Regions from separate parts of the Mus musculus genome. Here regions 1 and 3 are each linked to region 2. A link is a contact called in public Hi-C data. All regions are on one chromosome and are shown on one strand. The core of a region is the stretch at or near the end of the contact, and the rest is flanking DNA. Distances in the headings are between cores, read along the strand shown.

Region 1 (4,239 bases), core at 564-3,063, 120 kb after region 2:
GTGCTTAGAAGAATTAGAATCTGTTAGTCTAGTGTTCATATGATATGTAAAGACAGACATGAGTATATCCTAGGGCTTGTTAATTGGGGGGTGCTCTCCCCATGGCATGTGGTAACATTTGAGGGGCATTTGGTAGTTGTATGTGCTGTTACTTGTGTAAGTGGGTAGTCATCAAGAGCACTGCTAGATCCTAGTGCACAGAACTGGCATCCTCCCCCACAGTGTTATCCAACCCAGCCAGTGGTGCTAAGGTTGAGAAGCCTTGTTGCATGCCAAGGATGTGTTGCCCAAAGCTATAAGATCTTACTAGCACAGCGGGTGACAGTTGCTAAGTGATACCATGCTAGGTCCTGGTGGGTGCCTGGGTGCTCTGAGAGAGTGGAGGAGGGTGATGGAGGATGAGTGGGTGCCATCACAGATGTGGGAAGAGTTGAGGGGATGCTGGAGCAACCACGAGGCACCGCGTGACCAGCATGAGGCTGGGAGTTGGGAGCCAGTATAGAGGAACAGAATGGTGAGTGTGCCCTGCAGTGGAGCCGAAGGCTGTGCTTGGAAAAGTGGAGATGCTGAACTGTAAATAAAGAGGGTGCATGGTTGACTCTGGGGCAGAGGAAGGCCAGGGTGGGCAGTGTTTTAGGAAGAGTTGCCCTTGGTGGTAGCAGGATTGGTTGGAGAAAGGCTAGTCTGTAATACTGAGACTCCAGGCAGGTGAAAGGAACTTGTCATGGTGTCAACTTATGCCTGAAGGACAGAGACACTGCCAGTTACTAGCCTGTTCCTCAGTTTACCTGTATGTAGATTGGGGGCCAAGAGATGAAATGTTTGGCTTTTAAACCTAGCTGAAGTGATGACAAGGCCCAGGGAACAGAAGGTGACCTTTATGTAGTAGTATTGAGAGTGTACCATGTCCTCCCATGTCCCACAGGCAAGAGCTGTCCTCAATCTCTGAGTTACAAAGGAGGAATGGAAGCCTAAGGTCCCCTGAAGCAGCAGAGGCAGGCCTCACTCTGGGGACTTTGTCACCAGAGTACAAACTCCTAAGCTCAAAGCTCATGTGATAAATGTGAGGCCTTGTAGCCTGCCCAGGTGCTGACCTGGGGTGTGGCCAGAAAGAGTGACTCCAGCAGCATCCGAAAAAAGGCAGGCTTAGGATGTGGCTCCATGACTCCGTGGCTTCGTGGCTCTGGGCCCAGACTTAGAGTTTTGTGGCATCAGAGATCCTGTTCATTTCTGTGGCAACATTTTCAGTCTTTCCCCTTTGGAGTCCATCTTCCCTTCAGAGAGGAACTGGGTGCCAGCTCAGGGTTCCTTAAGACCAGCATTGATGCATTTCCCCCCTTAGTACATGTTTAATCATATTGCACTGTTGTCCACCCAGTGAATTGTGTGTGTACGTGTGCTCACACATGCATGTGTATATACATGTGAATGTATACATGTATGTGTATATGTATTATGTGCTCATACGTACACCTACATGAATACATACATGTAAGTACATATGTATATATGAATATATGTACATAAGGGTGTATATATCTTTATATGTACATATGTGGTTTTGTGTGCGTAGACACACATAGACACACACAGACACACACATGTATACACACACACACACACACACACACACACACACACACACACACCCGTGCCTTCTCTATTTACTGCTGGGAGTTCAGAAAGAGCACTTGCTTTTCTTTCTGCCTCCTGCAGCCAGGGGCTGTATATAATGTATTTAAATATATTCAATGAGATGCATGAAACAAACAAAAAAAAGCCCCTCCTGGAAGCTGGATTTACACCTGAGTACAGGTTCCCTGTTGGCATGTGTCACAGCTGTCTGGCAGCCTGGCTACTTTTATCAAGGGAGGAGAAAGCAGGTAAGGAGAGGAGGGAAGGGGGCACACAAGTGAGCAAGGATGTGGAAGCAGAGTGGGCTGGTGGGAGAATGGGTGGGAACATCAGCAAGCAGAGATCCGAGCCCTTCGCTCGCAGGCTCCACCGTGTGAATAAATACATGTCATGCAGAGCTAACCGAGTGTGCTGCTTCCTCAGCCGCCTCTGCTTCCCTTCTTCCTGTTACTGCCGGGCCGGCCATGCAGAATTAGGATGTGGGCTTCAGTAGTACAGAGCAGAAGGTGGACGATCACGTTTGAATATTGCTTTGACTCCGCAGGCAGAGTGCTTGCTAGAAAGCGTGAGGACCTGACTTTGGATCCCCAGCACCCAGCTAAACCACTGAATGTGACAGTCTATGTCTTTACCTCGGGCAGTGAGAGCCAGGGACAGTTGGATCCCAGGGCCTGCTAGCCAGCAGGTCTAGCGGAATTCTGGGGCTTCAGGTTCAGTGAGAAATACTCCTTAAAAAAATAATGTGAAGAGTGATTGAAGGAGACTCCTAACACACACACACACACACACACACACACACACACACACACACACAGAGGTTGGGGGAGGGGTTAAAGAACATTTTTTTCTTGCTCTCCTGCTGTATGGCAATGTTACAGTGATAATCTGAATTCTTAGGGCAGAGACTATAGTATAATGGGCTCTAGGATCATGGGCTTTATTCAAGGAGAGTTAACATTGCTTCTGAGGACATTCGGCTGGTAGGACATGGATGTATGTTAGAGATCTTACAGCTTCAATAGCCCCACAAGGCTTGTGCTTTCCTGTACTTGCTGAGGCATGTGTGTGTGTGTGTGTGTGTGTGTGTGTGTGTGTGTATGTGTCTAACAGTAACAGATGTGCTAGTTGCTTGTAGTGAGTGGCCTGCTCTAGGGGTGTGTGCACATACAAAGCTTCAAAATATCTGTCTGTCTGTCAGCATTAATCCTGCTTTGCAATTTTTAAGATCATGAATCTATAGTGTATAACACTAAGGCTTAGCAACTTCTCAGTGTTACCTGTACCATCATCCCTGTTACTTCTGTCTCTGACACTTCACTTCTTAGAGGAGACTTTTCCTACAGTCTATAGAGCAAGATCTCTATGTTCATTGCAAGCAATGCCCATCCCTTCCTGCTTGCTCAGCAGGGTTGTACAGCAGAGAATGACTAAGAGGAGAAGCAGATGGGCCAGTTGTAGTGTCTGGTTTATGAGAATTTAATTATGCCTCTCATGACAAAGCTAGATCTTGGCTGTGTGGCGTTATCGCCGCTTGCTCTTTATCAAGGCCAAGATGACATCTTCTATTATGCACAGAAGCAAAGAAACACAATGCAGGGCAAAGCAGGGCCAAGCAGGGCCAATCCCAAACAGAAAGTGACCTCAATCCTCCCCGCCCAGCTCTCTGTGTATGGCGTGTATTTGGAAACTTACTGTTCCCTCCCATAGGAAGGGCACTTCTGAACATATTATTTTGGCTAAGAGTCATAGATAAGAAGATATTAGAGTCAGTGAGTATTACCAGCTTTGCTGTATGCTGGGTGAGTAGAGATGGCAGCCACCTTAAGTTCCCAAGTCTTTGTTCATGTTTTACTTGTATGTCAGATGGATTATGACCATGCTGGTTGCTTCTGAGAGTGCCGTGGGTGGTGAGAAGGGATAATATAGGACTCAGATTCTCTGCAGACTTCACTCTGGAGGTGGAAGGAGCCAGGCCCTTTCTTGTATTCCTATCCAAAACTCAGAGAGGAGCTGGGATGGGGGAATCCACTCGACGTTGGGTTTCCTCTGTATTTGTAGCTCTTAGTACAGTACTCATTGGTCTCTAAATATCTATGAAACTGGAACATTTTCAAGTTACCTGAGCCAATCTGTACAGGAAATGATTTATTGGTCTGATTGTTGGAATACTGGGTACCCAGTTATAGACTGCAAGGGTAGGCCAGGGTGGATTTCTAATGGTTGTGAAAGCCTGGTCACTATTGCCTGAGCATGCCACGCTGGCCTCCAGTTTGGACATCCTTTAGAGCCCCATTTCGTCATGTTTCTGTGTTTGGGTGAGTTGTGTACAAGATGTGCTCCTCAACCTAATGAATTGGTAGAGGAACAAAGAGGCCAAAATAGCCTTTGATGGCGTGGCCCATATGTACGTAGGTTTCCTTTGTAAGGTCAGATGGTATTGTGTCCTCCATGGATCGCTGTGCTGAGAATCTGTATTTAGGAAAGGGCTAGCCTGAGGGATAGAGAGGTGGCCCAGCAATGAGCAAGTGATATTGTTTGTTTAGTGTGTGTATGTGTGTGGGGGGTATGCGAGCGCGCGCACAATTGCATGGCAGAGTACATTTG
Region 2 (3,808 bases), core at 270-2,769:
TATGCCGGCAGTACCCTCTTGTATCTTGTATTTACCGTGCCTCTCGATTGCATCATTTTGTCTTGTGCTTGATTTAATTTCATGTTTTGTTCATTATGGCTCTAGGAGCAATAGGCTGTTTCTCCCCAACCTCCAAGCCCGTGAGCGTGTGTATCCCACAGGCTGGGTGTGTGCAGCATCCAGGTCTGTGTAAATACACTTAACATGATGATCATATGACTCGGTTGTCACACTCCTAAACAACCAATGGTTATAACCCTCTTCTCTGCTGTTCTCAGCTTCAAGAGCTTAGGACTAAGGGCCAAAGAAACGTGGAAAACAGCACTGAGAATCTAGGGATAGGTAGATTTTTCTTCTAACCTCCTTGGGAGTCCACAAAGGGCTCCAAGGCAGAGCCTCTGGCCAGTCTGAACCAATGGGGAGGTGTTGGGGGGGGGGGATTTCTTTTTCTGAAAGCAGATTCACACCTCCTCCTCCTCCCCCCTCTCAAATTGGAACAGTCCTGGGAAAATGGGACAGGTGTCCCCAGTTAAGAGACAGGGCTGTTTACTCAATTCAGCCGAACAGCTCTAAGGGAGAGGAAGTCTTGCTACAAAGAAAACTTAACATTTCCTATCATGAGGTAGTAGTCCCTGCCAGTTGAACCAAAGGACCAACTGGAAACGCTGCCTACTGTCCTCTAACAGGTGAATACCAGGTGAGAGTGGGCAGGTCAAAGTTCACTCTGGAGACCAGAGGCCTGAGGAAAATGTATCTCTGCTTCTACCTTAACCTTCTAAGTAAGCCACTTGCGGGGTATGCTGATGGGGGAAGGCGCTAGAGAGAGGCGTCTTTCCATTGAATCGGTGTAATTTGGCCACGGCCTCAGAGCATCAGGAGTAAAGTGAGAAAGAGGAAATCAGAAGGGTTCAAACACTAGTCAGTCCAGTCACTCCAGTTCTGGGCCAGGCCAGCCACCATGTCCCGCATCCACCCATCACTTGGCCGCCAAATAACCCCTGGAGTTTTACTCCGGAAGGGACCACCAGGCGGTGATTGGCTCGTCTTGGGCGTGCCTGTCCGATACATCCCGAGGTTTCCTTTAGCTGCTCCAAAACTGACGTGAAGCAGATTTTGGTGCAATGCGAATTAGCTCCAGCAGCGGAGTCCGGAGGTGACTGCCGAGCTCCGGGAGCGCCTGCTGGGGCAAAGCTGCGGCCAGGAGTCAACGCCCGCCTGCCGATGGCTCCATCCAGGCCGCCGCCCATTGCCTTGACAACAAGCCCCCACCCGCCCTCCTGCACAGCAGGCTTGGGTCACCGGCTCTTGGGTATGCGAAGGCGCCCCGCCCTGGGCGCCCCGCAACCGTGAGCCGCGCAACCCCACCTTGCCGAGAGCTTCCGAGCGCCAAGCAGAGGCGCCCCCTCCTGCTCGAAGAGGGAAAGCCCGGGCGCCCCCAGCATTGACTTCATAATAAAGCTCCCTAAAGGCTAGGGCTCCCCCGCGCGTTCCGGCGCCCTGCACCTGCTGGGTTCTCCCACCCGCCCTCGCCCGGGGACCCAGGGTGCGCGGACGGCCTGGGAGCGTGCGTGGCTCCGTGGTCAAGTGCTGCATCCCGGCGCCCAAGCACGGAGCTCCTGGGGAGGGGAGGGGGAGCGGGACATCCCCGAAGGCCGCCTCGCGGGAGGCGGGGAGGCTGCCGGGTGCACTGGGAGGGCGGGGAGCCCGCGGGAGGAGGCGGGCTGGGGGAGTGGGGCGGGCGGCGGGGAGGGAGCAGGAGCCAGGCAAGAAAGTAGCAGAAAGTGAGGCTGGCAGGCGGCGGCAGAGGCAGGAAGTCTTTGCCGGAGAGCAGTAGAAATTAGAGCCAGGGAGGGACCGCGGCGGCAGCAGCCAAGGCGAAAGAGGAAACTGCCGAAGAGGAAGCTCTGCGGCAGCCCGAGCCTCCCTGCGCTCCGCATCCTCCCGCTCCGCATCCCGGCGCCGGGCATCCCCCGGAGCCCGCGCCGCGCCTCCGGCGCCCCTTCCCCAGCGCAACCCTCGGCCGCCCTACAGCATTAGTCTGCCATGGCCCGGGAGAACGGCGAGAGCAGCTCCTCCTGGAAAAAGCAAGCAGAAGACATTAAGAAGATCTTCGAGTTCAAGGAGACCCTCGGAACGTAAGTGGGTGCTGGGGACCAGCGGGTGGAAGTAGCATCGGTGGCGGCAGCAGCGTCGGCTGCTCCTGCTGCTACCGTCGCCACCGCCACCGCGGCAGAAACTGGCTGGTCGATGCGTCCTCATTGTCCCATAGTCCGCTCTTATGGAGACCCTCCGCGAGTCCACCGCGTGGGTCTGCGCCCACGGTTGACACCTCTCCTGGGCGGGGGAGGGGAGCGCAGGGCGCGCAGAGAACAGCCCACGCGGGCGGGCGACTTTCCTTTTCCCTTGCCACCACCGCCCTCCACTGATTTTCTCCCCACGCGTGACTGTGGGCTGAGCATGGTGGATCTCGCTGATCGCTGGCTGTGTGCACTTACTCATCGTGTGTATGGGCGCACTGGGCCGACGAAAGTGGTCACGAGGAAATTCAGCTTTTGGTCCTACCCTTACATCATATATTCCTATGGAATTGACATATGCACGTACTAGGTGTAGACAAGACTTTGGCTGGCCTCAGGATGATGGGAGGGAAGAATTTCGCAGTATTCAGAGTGACATGTGGTCAGAGCTTCATCTGTGTGTACATCTCACCATAGGGTCAGATGCCCGGCGCTGGGGTTCATGTCCGGGTGGGAGGAGGATCAGTGAGTCTTTAGGGGCGGTTCTCTCCGGGGCTCATGCTTGATGGTTACATCTCCAGAAAGCAGAAATAATCAAAAGTGTGTGTCATCAGAGCTCTGAACATGTGCCACTCAGTACAGCTGCAGTTCCCTTCCTGCGCATGAGTTGGCTTTGTTTTGTTTTGAAGCGCCTCAGATAGGTACAGGGGCTGTGAAAGAATTCAGCGCCGCGGAAAGAGTCTGAAGTTCAAGTTATTTTCTTCCACCACTTGATCGGTTTCTGGTTTTGATCGGTATCTGTACATGAAGATACAGTCTCACACGTGCTCCGTAAAATGAACCTTTTGCTGGGGTTTAGGAGGGTGCTGATGACTCGGAGAAAAGGAGGTGGTGATTCCCGGGTGTATCTGTGTTTCTGGGCGCTTATCTCTCCTCCTGCCCTCTCGGCCTTCTTATTTCTGGGCTTGGTTTGCTTTTCCAGGACCTCAGTTTTCAAGCCTGCTCGAAGTGCAGAGTCCCACAGCTAAATATTGGTAATTATTTCCCTCCACCCCTCCTGTACCCCATCTGCAGTGTGTCCCCCAGAGACAAGTCGGAGGGTGGCCTTGTCAGCTGTGCTCCCAGATCCCTGGGACAGACCTGTGCAGTGTGCTGAAGCTCTCAGTAGGGTCACCCTGCTGTGCCTGCTGGGCACCAGGGAAGGCATCTCTGTGCACGTACTTGCTGTTTTGTGGAAATAAAACAAGAGGGCTCTTAGCTTTTTAGTACAGGGGGTGGGGGTGGGGGTGGGGTTCCTGGCTAAGAGATTACTTCTGGTCCAAACTTTTAAAATTTGTCATTGAGGTTTGAGGTTGTGCATCTGAGCCGCACAAGTTAACAGGAAAACAGAAGTGTTTATCAGTCAGGCAGGGACTTGGCATATGGCTGCAGGTGAGGGGATGGCAGATTGAGGAACACCCTAAGGTGTGAACCCCTTACGTGTCTTTTGCCGGCCTGAAGGGCCCCTTTGCCTGCAGCCTTAAGGCAGGTGGCTACAATCTCTCTGTATAGACTCTCCTCATTGGCAAAGC
Region 3 (4,179 bases), core at 234-2,733, 75 kb after region 2:
TTGTTCAGCATGCCTGGCATCTTCTGTTACAGTGACCTGTCCTGTCTTGTTTGGCATTACCCAGATGGTTGGGATGTATCTTTCAGGGAGGGGCAAATGTACCCTCCTCACGTCTTCATCCTCCAGTGTCTTCGTGCAGCTGTAGCCTAAGCTCCTGTGGGGACTTTTCAGTGTACTGACCGTTATCTAATCCAATGGGCACTTGAGTGATGGTGTCTGTAGGCAATTCTACATTTCCATTTCTACCTGTCCCTTCCTGAGCTATAGCCCTTCTGCACACTTCCCTGGACATTTCTAGGTAACCATGCCGATGTTATCTCAAAGAGATCTCTTCATCCTTGGCTTCTCCATCCCAGTGTGATTGTCTCCTAAGTCCCCCATCTCTGAACAGCCTCACCGTCTCCTCCAGCTGCTGGAGTCTGAAAGCTAGTAAATATTCTGGCTCCCACCTGTTCTGTTTTTTTTAAATGGAATTAATTATTTTGGTTTTAATAGTGTGTGTATGTGTGTGGGGTGGTGGTGTGGTGTGTGGGGTGGTGTGTGTGGTGAATGTGTGTGTGTGTGTGTGGAAGGCAGAGGTTGGTGTTGCGTGTCTTTGTTACCCCTCACCTCCTTAGTCCTTGGGGTGGGGTCTCTTACTGGGTAAGAAGCTCATCAGACCACCTAGGTGGACTTGACAATGAGCTTCCGGGTTGTCCGTCTCTGACCCGCCCAGCACTGGAGTCACATGCATGCTACCACACTGCCTTTTTAAGTGGTTGCTTGGGATCCAAGCTGGGGTCCTTATGCTCCCAGGACAGTCACTTCCCCAGCCCCTGCCCCTCCGTCTTTGACTTCCTTCCATCCAGGAAGCTTGCTTTCTTACCCAACACTAGGTAAGGCTTCCTTCCCCCTTGTCTCCCAGCTCTCTACTCAGCTCTGTGTGCCTTTTAATCACGGTTAATTCCTTACTTGTTTTTCTACCCAACTAGATTCTAATCTGAAGACAAACACAATGCCTTGGTCGCTGGGTTCTGAGGGTAATTTAGTGCTTTTGGAATCTTAGATGCTTGATAAAGATTTATTGGACAAACGGGAATGGATAAAGAGACATCGTGGTGTATATACACAGTGGGACTATAAAATTCCCATCCTGCTATTAAATAATTGGAGCTTGCTGTGCTTATTCCAGCAAGCAGCCCACTGCCAGGTACACGTCACCTTTTAAACATTAGCCAGCTCTAGCTGGTTCTAGTATTATTTTACTATTTTCTCTGCACACTGTTCACAATTAGCTATTATTATTTGAGCACTGCAATGAATTCTCCTTAATAAAACATCTTCAAAGCATGGAATAGTTAGGTCTGACATGGAATCGAGCCTGGCTCCAAGAAAGTACCTCCCCTTGCTTAGGGCTTCCTTGTTGAGGGTGCTGTGATCTCACTGTGGAGGTTTGCTGAGGACAGCTCAGTTTCTGGTGTTACAGGAGGCTCAGGAGGAAACTGAACTGGTGGTGCTAGGTCAGGTGAAGTGACTGATGGAGGAGTAGGTTACAGAGCCAGAGATAAGTGCTGTAGATGAATCAGAAATGTGTCTCATCTGTTCATATTTTGCATGTTGATTTCCTAGATAGTGTCACTGCTTTGTGTGTGTGGGTGTGTGTTATAGAACCTTTAGGAGGTGGGGCCTAGTTGTCAGAAGTAGATCTCTAGGGTTTGACCTTTGAACTTTATAGTCTGTCCCAGGTTCCTGACATCCCCTGCTTCCTGCCTGATCTGCAGTGATGGGAAGAGCCCCTACTATATGGCCAGGAGGCTATAGCCCGAATCCTTCCATCATGCCTCCCTACTGTGCTGGGTGCCTAAACTAACGTGCCCACCAGTTGTTGTGTGGGTGTTTTGTTACAGCAATGCAAAATAGACTAATACAATAGAGCTAAAGGAGCTGGCCAGAGTTACCCAGCTGCCCAAAGACTAGGACCACCTCCAGGCCCATAGCGTCAGGGAGGAACCTGGGAAGCTCTCTAGCTGAGGCAGAATGGTTTTCCAGAGGGAGTAGGGTAGGGACAGGTGTTGCTGGACCCATGCACTAAAGCAAAGACCACTCAGGGAAGGCCACTTCATCTTTCTCCTCTTGTTCACTGCTCTTTAGAAACCCTCCCATTGGCTGTCTCAAAGCCAGAGAAACCAGCACAATACCATCTGCCAGGCTTGATCTCCCAAGATAGGATGGATGGTGGAAGACAGATCTAAGAGGGTGGCGATTAACTGGTGTGGTATCCCATTAGTATGTATAGTTAATTAGCATGTATAGTTCATATGTACAATTAATATGACCCATGCAATTTACATGTCAGTTAAAAAACAAATTTTATAAAAATGAAGAGTAATGTCTTAGCACTGTGGTGGTGTGGCTCCTCTTCTGTCCTACATCCTATCCTGTTTGCTTCCTTTTCCTTTCCTTTTTCCTCTCCTCTTCCTCATCCTTCTCCTCCTCTTTCTCCTCCTTCTCCTCCTTCTCCTCCTTCTCCTTCTTCTCCTCCTCCTCTTTCTCCTCTTTCTCCTTTTGCTCCTTTTTCTTCCAGCCTTATAAATTCCTTTACTTCATTTTCATCACTTGATATAATGATGAAGACACACACATGAACTTTCTCTGTCTTACAATTGTCTCTCAGATAGTTGACTTCAGTTGTCTCTCAGATAAGAGCCTACCTGTCTTAGTTAGGGTTTCCATTGCTGTGAAGAGACAACTCTTCTAAAAGAAAACACTTCACTGGGGCAGGCTTACAGTGTGCAAGCTTGGCGGTATCCAGGCAGACATGGTGCTGGAGAAGCTGCTGTTCTACATCAGATCTGAAGGCAGCCAGATGGAGACTGTCGTTTTCAGGCAGCCAGGAAGAGGGTCTCTTCCACACTGGGTGAAGCTTGAGCATAAGACTTCAAAGCCCACCCTTACAGCGACACAGCTACTCCAACAAGGCCACACCTCCTAATAGTACCACTTCCCATGGGTCAAGCATATTCAAACTGTTGTACGTTGTACTGCCCTTTGGGGATTTGTGACGGAACAGTTTATCTTCATTGTCAACTTGACTGGATTTAGAATCACCACACACTCTGGTTATTTCTGAGGATTTATCCAGAGAGGTTTAGATAAATAAGGAGGGCCCATCTTGAACGTCCAGTGAGCTAGGTAGAGTCAGGGATTAAATTAAAGAGAGCAAAGCAGAAAGTTAGCCAAATAGCAGCTTTCTGTGGTAGGTTTTGAGACTGTGACAACTTAAAGGGTATGTGGGACTGGGGACCAAGCCCATCCTTTGCTTATGACCTGAGGTTGTTTGATCAGCCTTCTGGAATCTTCTCTGTATGAAGAATCTTTCAGGGTTTTCTATAACAACTATGAGGGGAGTCCCGTGGCTAGCCACTGATTTAATAATCAAGAGCCACAGTTCTGTCTAATTGGTACTGTGCTCTAAGCAGGAGTCCTAGGCCAATCTTTCTGGTAGCAGTGGACGCCTGTTAGTGACCTAGAATTAGCATGCAGTGGGTGACTTCTGGAAGATTCTGGAGATGTAAGGAACAAGGCTACCAACCCTGCATCCATAATTGAAAAGTGAATGCAGTCCTTGAGCTGTTCTTAGGCTTATTAAATAACACAGTGATGTATTTGTATTTATGTGTAACCATGCAGCACTCTCAAAGTGTTCAGCCTACACGCTGTATTTGCTTCAGGCCTATGCTGAGTTCTGAGGCTTGAAGGATGCTGGTGGTGAGTTTAGAAGACAAGGGACTGGACACGACCCAAGGTTCCAGTGTGAGGGTGAGAGAGGGAGGAGTAGGGGGAAGAGAGGGCCGGGAGGTGACTGCATCACACAGATTGCATCCCAATAAGGAACTGTGACAGCGTGTGTCAAATGACGTCTCAAGGATGCTTGGCAAGGATGCTTTCACATCGGCTTCTTTATTCATAGACACATTTGCTTGGCGAGTACTGAAACTCCAGGCTCCCAGAAGGGAAACAGGCGCTGGGTATAAACCATAGAGTTTGCCTGAATGGCTTAGGCAGAGTGAGTCACTCTTTTCAGCTAGGGTAGTGGGAGCCCTTCCAAACAGCAAGCTCTCAGACACTAGGCAAGGAGCAGTAAGGGTGAGCGATGCTGCTAAAGCCGACCTTGATCAGGCAGTCTTCCCACGTCAGTCC

The links. A called contact is a pair of places that touch in the nucleus more often than the background predicts.
Region 1: a Hi-C map of the N1E-115 cell line shows a contact between it and region 2, with 4 times the contacts expected there. The contact joins the enhancer-like site here to the promoter of Camk1d in region 2. A contact is called at or near these places in 8 of 39 promoter capture datasets (the 3T3-L1 cell line, the HPC-7 cell line, cranial neural crest and 5 more), 15 of 484 Hi-C or Micro-C datasets (the AtT-20 cell line, the G1E-ER4 cell line, the N1E-115 cell line and 9 more), 13 of 115 datasets of contacts at active chromatin or transcription factors (CD4 single positive thymocytes, CD8 T cells, bone marrow-derived macrophages and 7 more) and 1 of 9 other capture datasets (adipose tissue).
Region 3: a contact with region 2 is called in a Hi-C map of uterus, with 4 times the contacts expected there. The contact joins the enhancer-like site here to the promoter of Camk1d in region 2. A contact is called at or near these places in 9 of 39 promoter capture datasets (the 3T3-L1 cell line, 3T3-L1-derived adipocytes, the HPC-7 cell line and 6 more), 1 of 15 datasets of contacts at CTCF or cohesin (the NIH/3T3 cell line), 21 of 484 Hi-C or Micro-C datasets (CD4 T cells, the G1E-ER4 cell line, Th2 cells and 9 more), 10 of 115 datasets of contacts at active chromatin or transcription factors (CD4 single positive thymocytes, CD8 T cells, the NIH/3T3 cell line and 7 more) and 1 of 9 other capture datasets (adipose tissue).

Annotation. Positions count from the first base shown.
Region 1 is chr2:5,594,860-5,599,098 of GRCm38.p6, reverse strand. All of the region lies in intron 1 of Camk1d (calcium/calmodulin-dependent protein kinase ID), which reads left to right. Among named protein-coding and RNA genes, the nearest start is that of Gm36853, 110 kb to the right of the region's middle. Within about 2 kb of position 1,813, at least 34 of the 459 cell types and tissues checked have an H3K27ac peak or open chromatin away from gene starts, as enhancers often do. A contact at or near this core is called in the N1E-115 cell line, bone marrow-derived macrophages, cerebral cortex and 2 more, where this site is marked.
Region 2 is chr2:5,712,473-5,716,280 of GRCm38.p6, reverse strand. It overlaps Camk1d (calcium/calmodulin-dependent protein kinase ID), which reads left to right and starts at 1,519. Exons shown (of 11, transcript NM_177343.4): 1 at 1,519-2,135. The coding sequence starts at 2,044.
Region 3 is chr2:5,637,190-5,641,368 of GRCm38.p6, reverse strand. The region is part of intron 1 of Camk1d (calcium/calmodulin-dependent protein kinase ID); the gene reads left to right. Among named protein-coding and RNA genes, the nearest start is that of Camk1d, 75 kb to the left of the region's middle. Within about 2 kb of position 1,483, at least 9 of the 459 cell types and tissues checked have an H3K27ac peak or open chromatin away from gene starts, as enhancers often do. A contact at or near this core is called in embryonic stem cells, regulatory T cells and uterus, where this site is marked.